2 separate regions of the Sus scrofa genome follow, and region 2 is linked to region 1. Evidence: chromatin contacts called from public HiChIP or PLAC-seq data. All regions are on one chromosome and are shown on one strand. The core of a region is the stretch at or near the end of the contact, and the rest is flanking DNA. Distances in the headings are between cores, read along the strand shown.

The links. HiChIP or PLAC-seq counts read pairs in DNA pulled down with a chosen protein or histone mark.
Region 2: a contact with region 1 is called in an H3K27ac HiChIP or PLAC-seq map of skeletal muscle, with 7 times the contacts expected there. The contact joins the promoter of AJUBA here to the promoter of EMC9 in region 1. A contact is called at or near these places in 1 of 47 Hi-C or Micro-C datasets (skeletal muscle) and 1 of 2 datasets of contacts at active chromatin or transcription factors (skeletal muscle).

Annotation. Positions count from the first base shown.
Region 1 is chr7:75,156,715-75,163,995 of Sscrofa11.1, forward strand. It overlaps EMC9 (ER membrane protein complex subunit 9), which reads left to right and starts at 2,520. Exons shown (of 5, transcript XR_002345919.1): 1 at 2,520-2,628; 2 at 3,049-3,125; 3 at 4,463-4,532; 4 at 4,625-4,719; 5 at 4,881-5,203. PSME2 (proteasome activator subunit 2) reads left to right here. Exons shown (of 11, transcript NM_214279.1): 7 at 39-107; 8 at 263-330; 9 at 495-549; 10 at 854-940; 11 at 1,030-1,152. The coding sequence ends at 1,110. It overlaps PSME1 (proteasome activator subunit 1), which reads right to left. Exons shown (of 11, transcript NM_214304.1): 2 at 7,058-7,090; 3 at 6,854-6,916; 4 at 6,626-6,736; 5 at 6,492-6,537; 6 at 6,277-6,374; 7 at 5,959-6,027; 8 at 5,806-5,873; 9 at 5,658-5,712; 10 at 5,496-5,582; 11 at 5,116-5,334. The coding sequence ends at 5,254.
Region 2 is chr7:76,060,193-76,067,473 of Sscrofa11.1, forward strand. It overlaps AJUBA (LIM domain-containing protein ajuba), which reads left to right and starts at 2,817. Exons shown (of 8, transcript XM_021099246.1): 1 at 2,817-4,227. The coding sequence starts at 3,192. C7H14orf93 reads left to right here. Exons shown (of 7, transcript XM_021099247.1): 7 at 1-1,685.

The DNA of each region.
Region 1 (7,281 bases), core at 1,270-3,769:
TTTGTTGAATGATTCTTACATGATAGCTCTTATTGTAGGTGATCACATGGATCCAGCACCTGATCCCCAAAATTGAGGATGGAAATGACTTTGGGGTGGCAGTCCAGGTGAGAAAGGGTCTGTGAGGATGCTGAGAGCAGGAAGAGTCTTGGGGAGTAAGGGATAGAGACTAGATATGAACTGCGAGGAGGAGGTAGACAGTGAGTGAAAAAGGGACAAGATGAAGTGTTTTCTTTGCCTCCCATCTCTTTTGTCACCACAGGAAAAGGTGCTGGAGAGGGTAAATGCAGTCAAGACCAAAGTAGAAGCCTTCCAGACCACCATTTCCAAGTGAGGGCAGCTGGAGGGCCAGCACAGGGGTCTGCAAGGACATTCTGTGGGGACTCCCAAAGCGGGACATGCCCATCGGGATAATGGGGGGCCTTGGGAAGGGTCTGAGGGACTATCTCTCTCTGAACACCCACTCCTATGGTTACTCCCCTTGCTTTCGGCAGGTACTTCTCAGAACGTGGGGATGCTGTGGCCAAGGCCTCCAAGGAGACCCATGTAGTGAGTGGATAGTCCACCAGCCTGTTATTGGAGACTGGCTGGGGGTGGGATGAGGAAGAGGGCACAATGGTCCTCCTTGTTTTGTCTGTGACCTTCCCAATGTGGAGAATATTAAGCCAAAACCATTGCCCCAAACTTGGGCTTCAAAAACTTTACCTCCTTTCTCTGCTGGATCTTGTGGGATCCCATTTCCTGGTGCTGAGAAGGGGCTCATTCCTCAAGTTACCTATTCCCTATATGAGGAAACCAGATGAATGTCCCAACCTCCCATGGGGCTGACTCAGCTTTGCCTCCCACATCCCAGATGGATTACCGGGCCCTGGTGCACGAACGAGATGAGGCAGCCCATGGGGAGCTCAGGGCCATGGTGCTGGACCTGAGGGCCTTCTATGTGAGTCTGGAGTAAGCCCCTAAGGGAGGTGGATGAGGGGGCAAAGGAAAGGCCAGGAACCTGACTGTTGCCCTCTGGCTTTCTTCCAGGCTGAGCTTTACCATATTATCAGCAGCAACCTGGAGAAAATTGTCAACCCAAAGGGTGAAGAAAAGCCATCAATGTACTGAGCCCAGGGTTGTAAGGGAAATAAATGACCTGTACTTTGTGTGGATCACCTCTGGTGTGTGTCATTTATTCAGAAAGCAAAGTGGGAGTTCCCGTCATGGCTCAGTGGTTAACGAATCCAACTAAGAACCATGAGGTTGTGAGTTCAATCGCTGGCCTCGCTCAGTGGGTTAAGGATCCGGGGTTGCCTGTGAGCTGTGGTGTAGGTTGCAGACATGGCTCAGATCCCGCATTGCAGTGGCTCTGGTGTAGGCCGACGGCTACAATGCCAATTGGACCCCTAGCCTGGGAACCTCCATGTGCCGTGGGTGCGGTCCTAAAAGAACAAAAAGACGAATAAAAAAAGAAAGCAAAGTGTCACCTCTGTCCAGCTACTAAATGTGAATGCGATGATGGGAAAGGGAGGGGTGCCAGGAAGACAGAGATGAGTTAAGAGGTCCATCCTGTTCTTAAGAAGTTATCCTAAATAACAGTTACATGGCCTGACAGCCATGAAGATAATCTGTATTTGGGGATTTCACAAGATTTTTTCCATGTGGAAGGTCTCATGAGTTCTTCCTGAAAGAGGCGGCATTTGGGCAGAACCTTATAGGAATAATCAGACTTTGGACAGATAGAGGGAAAGCTCTGCGGCTGAGATCAGGGAATGAAGAAAGAAACCACCCTTGCCATCAGCTCAGAGCAAGCCTGAAGAGAGAATGAGGCTTCCCCGGGGAAAATTATGCTTGGGTTCCTTCTCAAGAGCTGGGAGGGGAAAAAAACGCTCCCAAAACATTTTGGCTTAAGGAAATTATACCACAGGACATTATCGGAAGGATGGGTCTATAAAAATCTTTTTGACCTTTACCCCCGCTTGCAGTCAAAGCCGTTTTTATTTCTGTAGATATTACACTGAGGAAACCAACGGCCCGATAACCTGTGATTGCAAAAGTAACATGGCTCATTAGTTAGTGGCAGAGCCGCCCTAGAGCACAAACCCATTCATTCTATAGTAGGAGTCAGGCGTCCCCTGTGTACTCACATTGGTTCGAAGTTCCACGGTTCCAAAGACACCCGACGCGGGACGCGGGCTCCACCCAGCTGGGCCTGTAGGGGCGGGCGGCAGAGATAACAGACGCAGTCATCCTGCAATCCGGAGCCGAAGTGGGGTAGCCTAGCCAATCAGCTTGAGGGAAGCTCTCTACCGTTGTGGGTTCTTTTTCAGCCGCCGGAGACAAAGGCGGGGCAAGATTGGATGCGGTTGGTGATTGGGCAAAACGAGACACTCTAAACCTATCAAAGATCATTACGTGGGCGGGACTCCAGAAGCTGGTCAGGCTTGGAGGCGCAGGTTCCGTGTCCCCGAGGCAAGCTCTTCTCTGTGGCCGCCACTTGGGGGCGGGGGGAGGCGGAGCTCGGTGCTGCAGCATGCAATCCAGGCCGCCCGCCTTCCGGGCCAGGTGGGGGCCGGTCGCCAGGCTGAGATCGGCGGGAGCCGGTGGGCTGTCTTTGAGCTGGGTCAGCGCCACTGTCGAACCTAAGTGAGGAGGCACGGGGAAGGGCCCAAGAGGGCCCTCGGGCGTTGGAGGGGGCTTCGCGGACGAGAGCTGGGGGCCCCGCTCGCCATGGGGGAGGTGGAGATCTCCGCCCGGGCCTACGTGAAGATGTGTCTGCACGCCGCCCGCTACCCGCATGCCGCTGTCAACGGGCTATTGCTGGCGCCCGCGCCGCGGTCGGGAGAATGCCTGTGCCTCACCGACTGTGTCCCCCTGTTCCACAGCCACCTGGCCTTGTCTGTCATGCTGGAGGTCGCCCTCAACCAGGTGCCGCCGCTGGACGCCCACCTACCACCCTAACCAGCCCCTAACAGCCCTAAGCCCATCCCTGGCCTCTTGGCAATAGTGCGCACCCACGGGGCGGGCGGTACGATTTAGTTACTGATGGTCCCTTTCCCATGGCAGGTGGATGTGTGGGGCGCGCAGGCCGGGCTGGTAGTGGCAGGGTACTACCATGCCAATGCAGCTTTGGACGACCAGAGGTGAGTGCCAGAGGCAGAAGGCTAAGGGTTATGGGGTGGGGGAGTCAAGAGAACCCTTCTTAGTCATTCTCTCCATTTTTCCTTCATCAAAAGCTTAGGAGTAGGCACTGTACATCAGGCACTAGGCTGGTACTGCAGTGAGGAAATGTAAGGAAACATGTTTCCCTGGGGGTGGGGAGGACAACTACGTTTCAGTAAGAACAGGCTGACACCTGCTTTAACTGAGATGCACCCCCCCCACAAGTGCTGAAAAAACACAAAGGAAACCCAAGCAGCAACTTTTTAAAAAAGAAAGTTTTTTTATATATACAGTTGATCATTGAACAAGATGGGTTTGAGCTGCCTGCGGACCTTAATAGGTGAAACAGTTGGTTGAATACCCATGCAGAATCTGTAATGGAGGGACCACTATAAAGTTACCTGCAGATTTTCAACTGCAGGAGGGTCTCTGCTCCTAACCCCTTCGTTGTTCACCAGTCAGCTGTATGTAGAAAAAGTTATCTACTTACATAGTACTCATGTATCTGGATCAACTGATACTGTTTTGTAATTTGCTTTTTCCTCCTTAATAAATATCTGACACCTTTCCATCATTACACTATTATCTACCTTACCGTAACAGCTATACAGCATCAGTATGGATGTACCATAACTTTTTTTTTTTTTTTTTTTTGTCTTTTTGTGTTTTTCTTGAGCCGCTCCCTCGGCATATGGAGGTTCCCAGGCTAGGGGTCGAATTGGAGCTGTAGTCACCAGTCTACACACCAGAACAACAGCAACGCGAGATCCGAGCCGCATCTGCAACCTACACCACAGCTCACGGCAACGCCAGATCCTTTTACCCACTGAGCAAGGGCAGGAATCGAACCCACAGCCTCATGGCTCCTAGTCGGATTCGTTAACCACTGCGCCACGACGGGAACTCCGATGTACCATAATTTATTTAATGCCTTACATTAAACATTGAGGTTGTTTCCAGTTTTTCGTTATTATAGACACTGTCCTATTATTACAGTAAATTCTTTAATAAGTAGAATTTCTGGGTCAGCATATATATAGTATACAGTATAAATTTGGTTGGTTATACCAACTTACTCTCCAGAAAAGACTATCTTAGATTTCCACTCTCACCAGCAGTATCCGAGCACCTATTTTCCACAGCACTCAAGCTTTGGGCAGTTAAGCGTGAAGCATCAAGTAAGCCTGATACCCCCCAGGCCAGCTACAGGGAAACGCCATTGCTGCAACCACATCTATGGGACCTGGGAGGCCCAGCTCTGACGGATGGGGTCTATCCACAGTAGGCTCCTCACGACTCTGATCTTCCCTCTACACAGCCCTGGGCCCCTGGCCTTGAAAATCGCTGGGCGGATTGCAGAATTCTTTCCTGACGCAGTACTCATTATGGTGAGGCTTGGGTTTCAGAGTGGGGAGTTGGAAAGAAAGTAGTAGGAAGAGGGATCCTTGAAACCCTTACCTGCCCTTCCTTGTCCACACAGTTGGATAATCAGAAACTGGTGCCCCAGCCTCATGTGCCCCCAGTTATCGTCCTGGAGAACCATGGTCTCCGCTGGGTCCCCAAGGACAAGAACTTGTGAGTGCCCCACTCCCTCCACCTCTTCTTAGAAGCCCACAGCTCCTGGGCCTCCTCTGTCATTGGTTCTGCCCAAGGGTCCTTCTCTAGACCCCAACCTCTGCCAAGTGTCTGGCCCCAATGCCTGCTGAGTTTGACCTCCATGGGGGTTATTATTTCAGAGTGATGTGGAGGGACTGGGAAGAGTCACGGCAGATGGTGGGAGCCTTACTAGAGGGCCGGGCCCACCAGCACCTTGTGGACTTTGACTGCCATCTTGATGACATCCGGGAGGACTGGACCAACCAGCAGCTCAACGTCCAGATCACCCAGTGGGTTGGTTCCACCAGTGGAAAGACCTGAGCCAGGGCCAGAGGGGAGGCCCAGGATTCAATAAAGAGACTTGGGCTGTTGGGCAACGGTACGACTATATTTATTGTGCCTGGGAGGCAAGGTGAGGGAGAAACCTCAACAGGCAGAAGGTGGGGAAAGCCTGGAGTCCCCAGTAAAAGTCAGGAAGGTCTGCTGGACCCATCACAGAAGGAGGGGAGGCTCTCAATAGATCATGCCTTTTGTTTCTCCCCTAGGCTTCTTGAGTTTCTCAAAGTTCTTCAGGATGATGTCATATAACACAGCCTACAGGGCCGGGGAGGAGTGGCGGTCAGCCACAGGCCCCCAGTGGATGTTCCCCGTTTCTAGCCTTGTGAGCTCTGCTACCCTTCACCCCCCTGGCGTGCATCAGGGAGTGGGTGGCCTGGGAAAGCGGTCCCTGCCCACCCCTGCCCTTCCCTGCTCACGTAAGCATTGCGGATCTCCATGACCATCAGCCGGATATCCCGGTACTCTGCCTCATCCAGCTCGTGCACTAGCTGCCGATAATCACCCTGTGGGAGACACGGGTCAGGCCTGACTTCAAAGGTGTCCCTCCTCCCATGCACCCTGACCTAGGCCTCACCTACCACGTGAGGCTGCTTAGCTGCTTTGGCCACAGCATCGCCCCGCTCAGAGAAATACCTGTGGGAAGGAGAAGGGTGTGGAGTGGGAGGAGGAGGGAGCCCAGGCCTCAATCCCGGCCAAAGGCAGAGCATGCGGGTGCAAGTCACTCACTTGGAGATTTGAGTGTGGAAGCCTTCCAGTTTGGTGTGAAGGGCGGTCATCAGCTCGAAAACCTTCTCCTGGGGAAAGAAAGCAAGGGGGGAAGTGGAAGACAGCATGGACTGGAGAGAGAAGGAAGGCAGGAGAGTGGGGTAGCACTCTCACCTGGACAGCCACTCCAAAATTATTACCGTCTTCAATCCGAGGTATCTGCAGCTGCAACCAGGTGGTAACCTGGGAGGAAGGAATGGCATCAAAGCCCCATTAGTCCCCGCCCCAAATCCCAGGTTCCTGTCCTTCTTTGTTTCTCTGACCACAGTGGGGAGAAGTATGTCAGGTCTGTTCGGAGCCCCAGGGTATTCTGGCTTCACTTGTTGTGCCCTCGCCTGTAAAGAGCTGGCAGGTGCCATGCCCTAACTGGCATGGACAAAGGAGGACAAAGGGTTTGATCTGAAATCTGGGAGTAGAACGAGGAGGGCTCACCAGGTTGAGCTGCTCAATGACATCCTTGATCTCAGGCTTCAGGCGCTGCAGGAGGACCACGATCTTCTCATTGCAGTTCACTGGGCCACAGGGAGGACCTAAGAGGTGGACACTGGGTCAGTCACATGGCTGGGGCTGTGAGGGGCAGGGAAGAGGCATCCTTAGGAAGGAACTCCTGGGAGGTAAGATGCAAATCCCTTCCACCACAATGATACCTTTATCCTCATCTTCCCCCTTCTTCTTTTCATCTTTGTCTTCCTTCTGCAGGGAGAGGGGGGCACTTGGGAGTCAGGCCTCAGCCTGATTTTCCCGAGGGTTGGGTCCCTCCTTCTGGCTCTTCCCAACTTGCCTCCTGCTGTTTCTTCCTTTCCTCCTTCTCTTTCTCCTTGACCGGATCAGGCACTGGAATGTCCAATGGGGCCTTCAGATTGCTCAGGTTGGCTTCATTGAGAGCTGGCTCCTGGTGCAGAGTGGAAGAAGGAATGGGGGCAGGGCGAGCTCTCACCTCCTCCCTCTCATAGCCCCCCAGGCTCTCCCTTGGGGCCCTTACACTCTACTCCCTGCCCAGCCCCAGTACCTTTAAAAATGCATCCAACTCAGAAATCTTCTTGGGGAAATAGCTCCCGAGTAGGTTCTCTGTCTGTGTGGTGTGGGTGGGGAGGGATGGGGGGTTCAGAATCAAATGCCCTTTCTAGGCAGTGAAGCAGGGCTGCCACTGTCCAGCGAGGAAGGGCTGAGCAGCGGGATTGGGTAAGGGTGGGTCGGGCCAGGCAGGTCTTACCTTGGTACACAGGTCTTCACGGAACACATCGACCTGCAGGACATAGGCAGCCCTCAGACACCTGGCGTTATGGCCAGTTCATTCGAGGACCCTAAGGATTGTGTAGGGCCTGACCTAGGGAAGGGTGGAGAGGATCCCGGGTGGGGAGAAGTTTTGGGAACGAGAACGTTCCTGGCGGTGAAGGCTGAGGGGTTCAAGTGGGAACTGATCCCTCGGGTCTCCTG
Region 2 (7,281 bases), core at 1,567-4,066, 900 kb after region 1:
GCATCCATGACGATGTGGGTTCAGTCCCTGGCCTCGCATAGTGGGTTAAGGATCTGGCGTTGCCATGTAGCTTGGATCTGGCGTTGCTGTGGCTGTGGTATAGGCCAGCGGCTACAGCTCCAGTTGGACCCCTAGCCTGGGAACCTCCATATGCAGAGGGTGAAGCCCTAAAAAAAACAAAAAAAAATTTAATTGATACCTAAAGTGGTATTTAAACCAGAAGGGAAGGAGAGGCCAAGAGAGTTTTCCAAACCTAGGGAACTGCAGGTACAAAAGTCCACAGGCAAGAGGGAGCACAGACAAGGTGCAATTCTACTGCAGAGCTGTTTGGGGAGGTGTGTGTGTGGGGGGGGGTGATGCTGAGAGAAGAGACTGGAGAGGTAGAGAGACCCTGTGAAATACTTTAAAAGTATAGACTCTAATTCAAGGGCAGTGAGCAATCACTGATAGGTTTTAAACAGGGAAATATGATCCTCAGGGTATGAGATGGATGGGAGGGAGAAAGCTTCAGCAGGGAGACTTTTGCAGTGGTCCAGGAGAGAAGAGATGGTGGTGTGTGTGTGTGTGCGTGTGTGCGTGTGTGCGTGCGTGCGTGCGTGCGTGCATGTGTGTGTGTGTGTGTGTGTGTGTGTATGTGTAGTGATGTTGATGAGGGAAGGACAGATTTGAAAGATAATTTGGAAGCAGAATTGACAAGACTTGGTGATAGGCCTTGGTGATAGGATTTGAGGTTAAGGGAGGGGGACATAAGGTCAATATTCAGATTTCTGGCTTAAGTAGCTAAGTGGTTAATGGCGCCATTTGCTCAGGAAATGCTGGAGGAGCCAGTTTTGGGAGGCAGGGAAGGTGAGGTCAGTTTAGGGTGTTGTGTACCTTTGAGACAACCAAGTAGAGGTGCTAGTCGTCAGCTGAGTTTTTAAGTCCAAGAGAGTCTAGGCTAGAGATACGGACTGAGGAGTCATCTGTGTATATAGAGCCTAAAGTCCTGGGGAGGGAGAATAGGGCCTGTGGAGCTCCTGGCTCTAGTTCAGCCTATAGAGTGGTTACCCCGAGGTCATGAGCACTGCTGGCACCTGCCCTATCAGAGTGTCCCCCTTTCACTTGTGTCTGCTTCCTGTCATCCCCTGAACACCCAAGTTCTTGATCCCAACTGTGCCTACTACTGCCACTACCAGCTCCCGGATGGGCCTCCTTTAATGGCATCTCAACTTTTCATAAGATTTACTCTCCCATTCTAACGCCAAAGGAGCAAAGCTCCCAAATGTTAGAAAATGTAGGTAATTGGAAGGAAGCATCCAGGTTCTCCTTCCCCATGGGGAGACAGGAAAGGAGGGAGAAGCTTATGGCTGATTCTGAAGATGGCACGCAACAGCAGGTTCTGGATGCAACCTGAGAGCTCCCCTGGGTTACTAATGCTTTCAGTCCTCCTTGCTTCCACCCTAAGAGTAAACTCTCCTCTGGATCAGAGAGATGCTGTAGCCCTGACCAGGGAAAGAGGCTGATTCTCAGGAGAGATGAGGGCAGGGAGACAATGCAGCTAGGGCAGAGAAGCCAAACAGTTTGTGCCAAATTAATTTCCCCAAAGATATTAACCTCCTTTCCTTCCCCTTTCCCTAAGGCCACACTAAGATTGTAAAAGGTGTTCAGAATGTTGAAGTGAAAATAATATGCATGATTTGTTTGCATATAATTTTCATACTAATTTACTATCCAAATGCAAAGGAGTTATTTTCCCTCTCCATTTTCCCCCACACCCTACCCCATGCCCCTGATGTGCTGGTCTGGGCAAAATCCATTGGCTGATATTTAATCAGGTATGTTCAGCTTCAGCCAGGGCTTCCTCTTTTCCTTATTCTTGAGCCTCCTAGTATGGCCAGGATTGGCCTCTTTTGCTTTTCCACCTTGATCATTTTCACTTGCTATCTCTTCTAAAGAACATATTTTTTCTTCCGCTTAAGTTGATACTTACTCTTTATCACCAATCTCCTGTGGGCCAACCAAGGGCGAGGCCTTTGCTACCCCTAAAAACCAGGCCTTCTATCCCCAGTCACCAGAAATAGTTGCTAAAAATCTCATTTCCCAACACCAGGGGGTGTCTATCGATCCCTCTATCAGCCCTACCCTGAAGGTAGAGATTAGTCCCAAGCCTTTTTCTCTCTCCTTTCACACACACACTCTAAAACTCCCTCCCTCCAACTGCAGAGTTTTGGATTCAGAAAGTTGTCTTTGCATTGCAGCTTATCTGTTTGTCTCTCATTCTCTCTGGATTCGCACAAATTTGTCTTTTTCTTGGCCTATTCAGCCTTCGGTCTCTGCAACACCCGCGATCGATCCCCTTTGGTCTGCTCTCTTTCTTTCCATACCTGTCTTCCACAACCTCTCTATAAGGGCTTCCTCGCTCTGAACCTCTCTGTGTATCTACATTTCTTTTCTCTCCCTGTCTCACTATTTCTGTATCAGTCCCTCCTCATCTCTCCAGCAGTCCTCATACTAGGAACAAAGTCACGGTGTTTGCGCAGAACAAGCCTCGCGTCGCCGGGTCCCGGGCCGCGACATTCCACGGTGCCCCTCCGCGCATTCCAACTACAAACAAAGAGTTCCCCTCCCCTCCCCCACTTTTTCCTGTCCCAATTCTTGAGTGGTGTAGTAGCTATTGCCCAAACTGCCCCTCGCCCTTTTTTAGCCGTCAGTCGGCGGATCTCCAGTTCCAGGACAGTTGGCACCAGCACCCGCTCTCCCCTCCTCCGGCGCACCAGATTCCTGCGCCGACACCCCTGTTTCTTTCGCACTCAGCGCCCCGCCCCTCCAGGAAAGTAGATCCGGCCAGGCAGACAAAAGTTTGGGAGAGAAGTTGGGTCCGTGCTGAGTGTGAGAGCGAGGGGGGCGGGGGCCGGGGAGAGTGGGGCTGCCGGGTGAGTCGGCTCGTGAACAGATAGACCTGCGGAAGGCACAGCCACGGCCGTCGGCCCTTCTAGCCTTGCTTAACCCCTGATGCGCGGGGGGACGCAACCCCTGTCGCTGGGGGATGCTGCGGGATTCTTGGCGCGGGGCATCCAGGCCACCCGCTAAATCCCGGTGCCTATCCTGTGCCCCCGGGGAACCCGAGTCCAGCCGCAGGGAGAGAGAAGCGGCCACCGAGACGCTGCAGGGTGCCGGGCGGGGAGGGGGCTGGAGTCCCCAGGCCCGAGGGCATGGAGCGATTAGGGGAGAAAGCCAGTCGCCTGCTAGAGAAGTTAAGACTCTCGGACTCCGGCAGCGCCAAGTTCGGCCGCAGAAAGGGTGAATCTAGCCGGTCTGGGTCTGATGGGACCCCCGGGCCGGGAAAGGGGCGTCAGAGCGGATTAGGGGGACCTAGGAAATCAGGGCCCCGTGGAGCTACTGGGGGACTTGGGGATGAGCCGTTGGAGCCAGCCCGGGAGCAAGGCCCCCTGGATGCTGAGCGGAACCCCCGCGGCTCCTTTGAGGCGCAGCGCTACGAAGCCTCCTTTCCCGGGGTGCCACCTCCCACCCGGGCCTTGCCTCTACCTCAGTCATTGCCCCCTGACTTTCGGCTGGAGACCACGGCCCCAGCCCTAAGCCCCCGCTCCAGTTTTGCCAGTAGCTCAGCCAGCGACGCGAGCAAGCCGTCCAGCCCCCGGGGCAGTCTGCTGCTGGACGGGGCGGGGGCTGGTGGAGCCGGAGGTAGCCGACCCTGCAGCAATCGTACCAGCGGCATCAGCATGGGCTATGACCAGCGCCACGGCAGTCCTCTGCCTGCCGGGCCTTGCCTGTTTGGCCCACCCCTGGCTGGGGTTCCGGCAGGCTATTCCTCCGGAGGGGTGCCGTCCGCCTACCCCGAGCTCCACGCTGCCCTGGACCGACTGTGCGCTCATCGGCCGGCCGGATTCGGCTGCCAGGAAAGCCGCCACTCATATCCCCCGGCCCTGGGCAGCCCGGGAGCTCTTGCCGGAGCTGGAGTAGGAGCGGCTGGGCCCTTGGAGAGACGAGGGGCGCAACCCGGACGACACTCGGTGACTGGCTACGGGGACTGCGCCGCTGGCGCCCGATACCAGGATGAGCTAACAGCGTTGCTGCGCCTGACAGGGGGCACAGGTGGGCGAGAAGCCGGCGCCCGCGGGGAACCCTCGGGAATTGAGCCGTCGGGTCTTGAGGAGCCGCCGGGTGCGTTCGTTCAGGAGGCTGCCCGGACCCGGATACGGGAGCCGGAGTCCAGAGAAGACTACTTTGGTGAGTGAGAGAAGTGGTGAGGGACGGGGAGGGACCCGTCACCGCATTTGGTTCCCCTCTGCCCCGACGGCCAAAACTGCCTGCGCCAGGAGGTCGGAGGCAGAGACTCAGGGCTAGGAAAGAGGCAAGAGAAGAATTCCCTTCCCACTGGGTTTCAGATGGACCACAGGCACCCTATTCCTGCTAAATTCACCCCCTCCCTGTGTGATCTCCAGTTCCTCAAGCTTTAGAGCCTGGGTTTTTCTCGGTAGGAGGCCTCGTAGGGAGGGGACCAAGTGGGGCCGTGAGAGCATCCCCCATCTTGCTACCCCCTCGGCGGTGGTGCCCCTGCAGGCTCCTGCGCGCCGCGCCCCCACCCGGGCCCAGGCTCCGCCCGCAGGAATTCGGGGAATGCGCGGGTGGGGGGCGGGGCGGGCGGGCAGCGTGCGTGCCGGCTCCTGCCCGGGCGCTCCAGGTGCCCGCGGGCGGGGCCGGTCGCGCGGCGCAGGGCGGAGGTGAGGTGCAGGGGGTGGGGGAGCTGCCTCCTAACACGCGCGGAGCTGTGGCTGCCGCGGTCGGGGATATGGAGCCCGAGGAAAGAATGAAAGCCCTGGGACGAAAAGCAGGGACCCTACTGCTGACCGGCCCCGGACCTGCTGGACCTGCTGGCCGGGTGCCTGCGTGGGCATTTAAGAGCTGGTGGCTTCAGATTCTATTTTCCCCATCCTCCGGAAGTCAGGGCAGAAGTCTTGGCCACCCGGACAGCATCACCCGTGGATGGTTGACGAATGTGTAAAATTGCCAGAAATAACCTGGCCTTCGCATCTGGCCATAACCCGCTCAGAATTCAGGCACGAAGTAGCCCCTTACTTCCTGCTGCTAAAGAAACTTGACCGCTACCTTTCGCCCCCACGCAGTTACCTTCCAGAAGTATTAATTGATCATATGTCTCAGCTATGGAGGGAGGCTGGAGGCAGTGGGATCTTGAACCATCTTTCAGCCAAGACCCACAAGTACCACATCACTATATTAAAACAACCAGCTAATCTGATTGTGACAGGAAGTACAGGAAGTAGAGGCCTCACCCCCAGGGCAGTGGGTCTCTAAAGTGTTCGCATCATCTTCTCACCTTTCTCACCATCCATGTTCCTGCCCTGGGCCCCATGTTCTAGAACTCTGTGGCTAGAAATATAAATAGGGAGAGGAACCCAGCCAGGGAAGGAAAGTTGGAGAAGAGGTTCAGAGGTAACAGGGCTGCCGACTGGAAGGGCCTGCCAAGTTCAACTCCATTTCCCCCCCCCCCACTCCACCCCCACCCGAAAGGGACAGCCCAGAGCAGATGATGCCTTGGTCAAGGGAGACTAAGTGACAGGATCCTTTTAGCAGTTTCCTTTTGAGGCCCTGGAGAAGTGGCTGATGGGTGGAAAGATGTTTCAACTAAGCCATCAGAACCAAAAGGGAGGATCTGGGAGAAATTGCAGTAAAATGGCAGGTAGAGCCTAGGTGTGGATATGCTGGGTTAGAGGAGGTGATCGGACACGCCTGAGCAGTTGGCTTGCCCAAGATGTCCAAGGCTTTCCAAAGAAATGGCTCTGGGAGTTCCCATCATGCTCAGTGGTTAACGAACCTAACTGGTATCCATGAGGACGCGGGTTAGAGCCCTGGCCTTACTCAGTGGGTTAAGGATCCTGCGTTACCATAACCTGTGGTGTAATTTGCAGACGTGGCTCAGATCCTTTGTGGCTGTGGCTGTGGCTGTGGTGTGGGCTGGCAGATACAACTCTGATTGGACCCCTAGCCTGGGAACCTCCATATGCCATGGGTGCGGCCCTAAAAAGACAAAAAGAAAAAAAAAAAGAAAGAAAAAAGAAATGGCTCTGACAGGGCCCCCTGCATGGCAGTCTTGGGGCAGAGCTCCCTTCCCCTGGGGAAGCCACATTTTGACCCTGGTGTGTGTGTCTATGGGGGGCTCCTCTCCCTGGGGGCCAGGTGGCCTCCTCTGATAGGACCCTCAGCTTGACTGTACCCTCCTCCTCCTGCCCCTAGTAGGGGCCCTCTTCTTTGGCTGCAGCCTTGCCCAGCTGCCAGAGGGCGGGAGCAGGACAGGCCTGGGCCCATCAGCCGCTGCAGCTGCCGCACGGGCTCCCAAGCCCCTGGGCAAAGACTGGGATGGGCCCCAACAGGCAAGGAGTGTGGCAGTGTGCCGAGGGGGGGAGAGGTGGGGCGGCGGGGTGAGTCGGGCCCGTTGGGATCTGCTCCCCAAAGACAGGCTCTAGCCCTCACTCATGGGCCTGGAATTGGGGAGTGGAGGGAGGGAGGAACACACCCAGGAAAGGCGGGCGCCACAGCCAGGTGTTGCGTATTTTAGGGGGGATGTCAGGGAAGACTGTTTGGGCTCTGTTCCTCCTGTGGTAGAAGATGGCAGCGAGACATTAGGGGTTCTGCTGCCCTTCCCCCCTCCTCTGCCACCCTCAGTCCCTGGAACACACCCTGCATTCTCAGCAGTCACCTCCCTAGAGGAGTCACACACACTCGGTCCCCTCTGCACAGGGCTCTCTGCTGAGCCAGATCCTACTTTCCATCTTTGGAAGCCTAGAGGTACAGAAAGGTCATTCTGTGGCTGAACAGCCGCAGTCGATTTTACAGATGGGGAAACTGAGGACCCTGGGAGGCTCTCTGGGCCTGGCCTGCTTTCTCTAGGAGGTTTTTTCCAGTCTGCCACTGGGCCCTTACGGACTCATCTCTCTGACTGTCCCACACAGTGCAGCTGGGATCACAGGGCTCCCAGGCAAGGGTCTGTTTAGTCTTTTCTCCTCAACATAAACCAAGTATCTGAAGTCCAGGGATCATATCTTTGACTTTCTCCAATTTTCCTCAGTATGGGCACGATGTTTTTGCTAGGCATTAAATAGATATTTAGAAAAGACCTGTTAATGGAATTCCCATTGTGGTGCAGCAAAAACAAATCCGACTAGTAACCATGAGGTTGTGAGTTTGAAACCGGCCCTCGCTCAGTAGGTTAAGGATCTGGCGTTGCCGTGAGCTGTGGTGTTAGGTCGCAGATGCGGCTCGGAT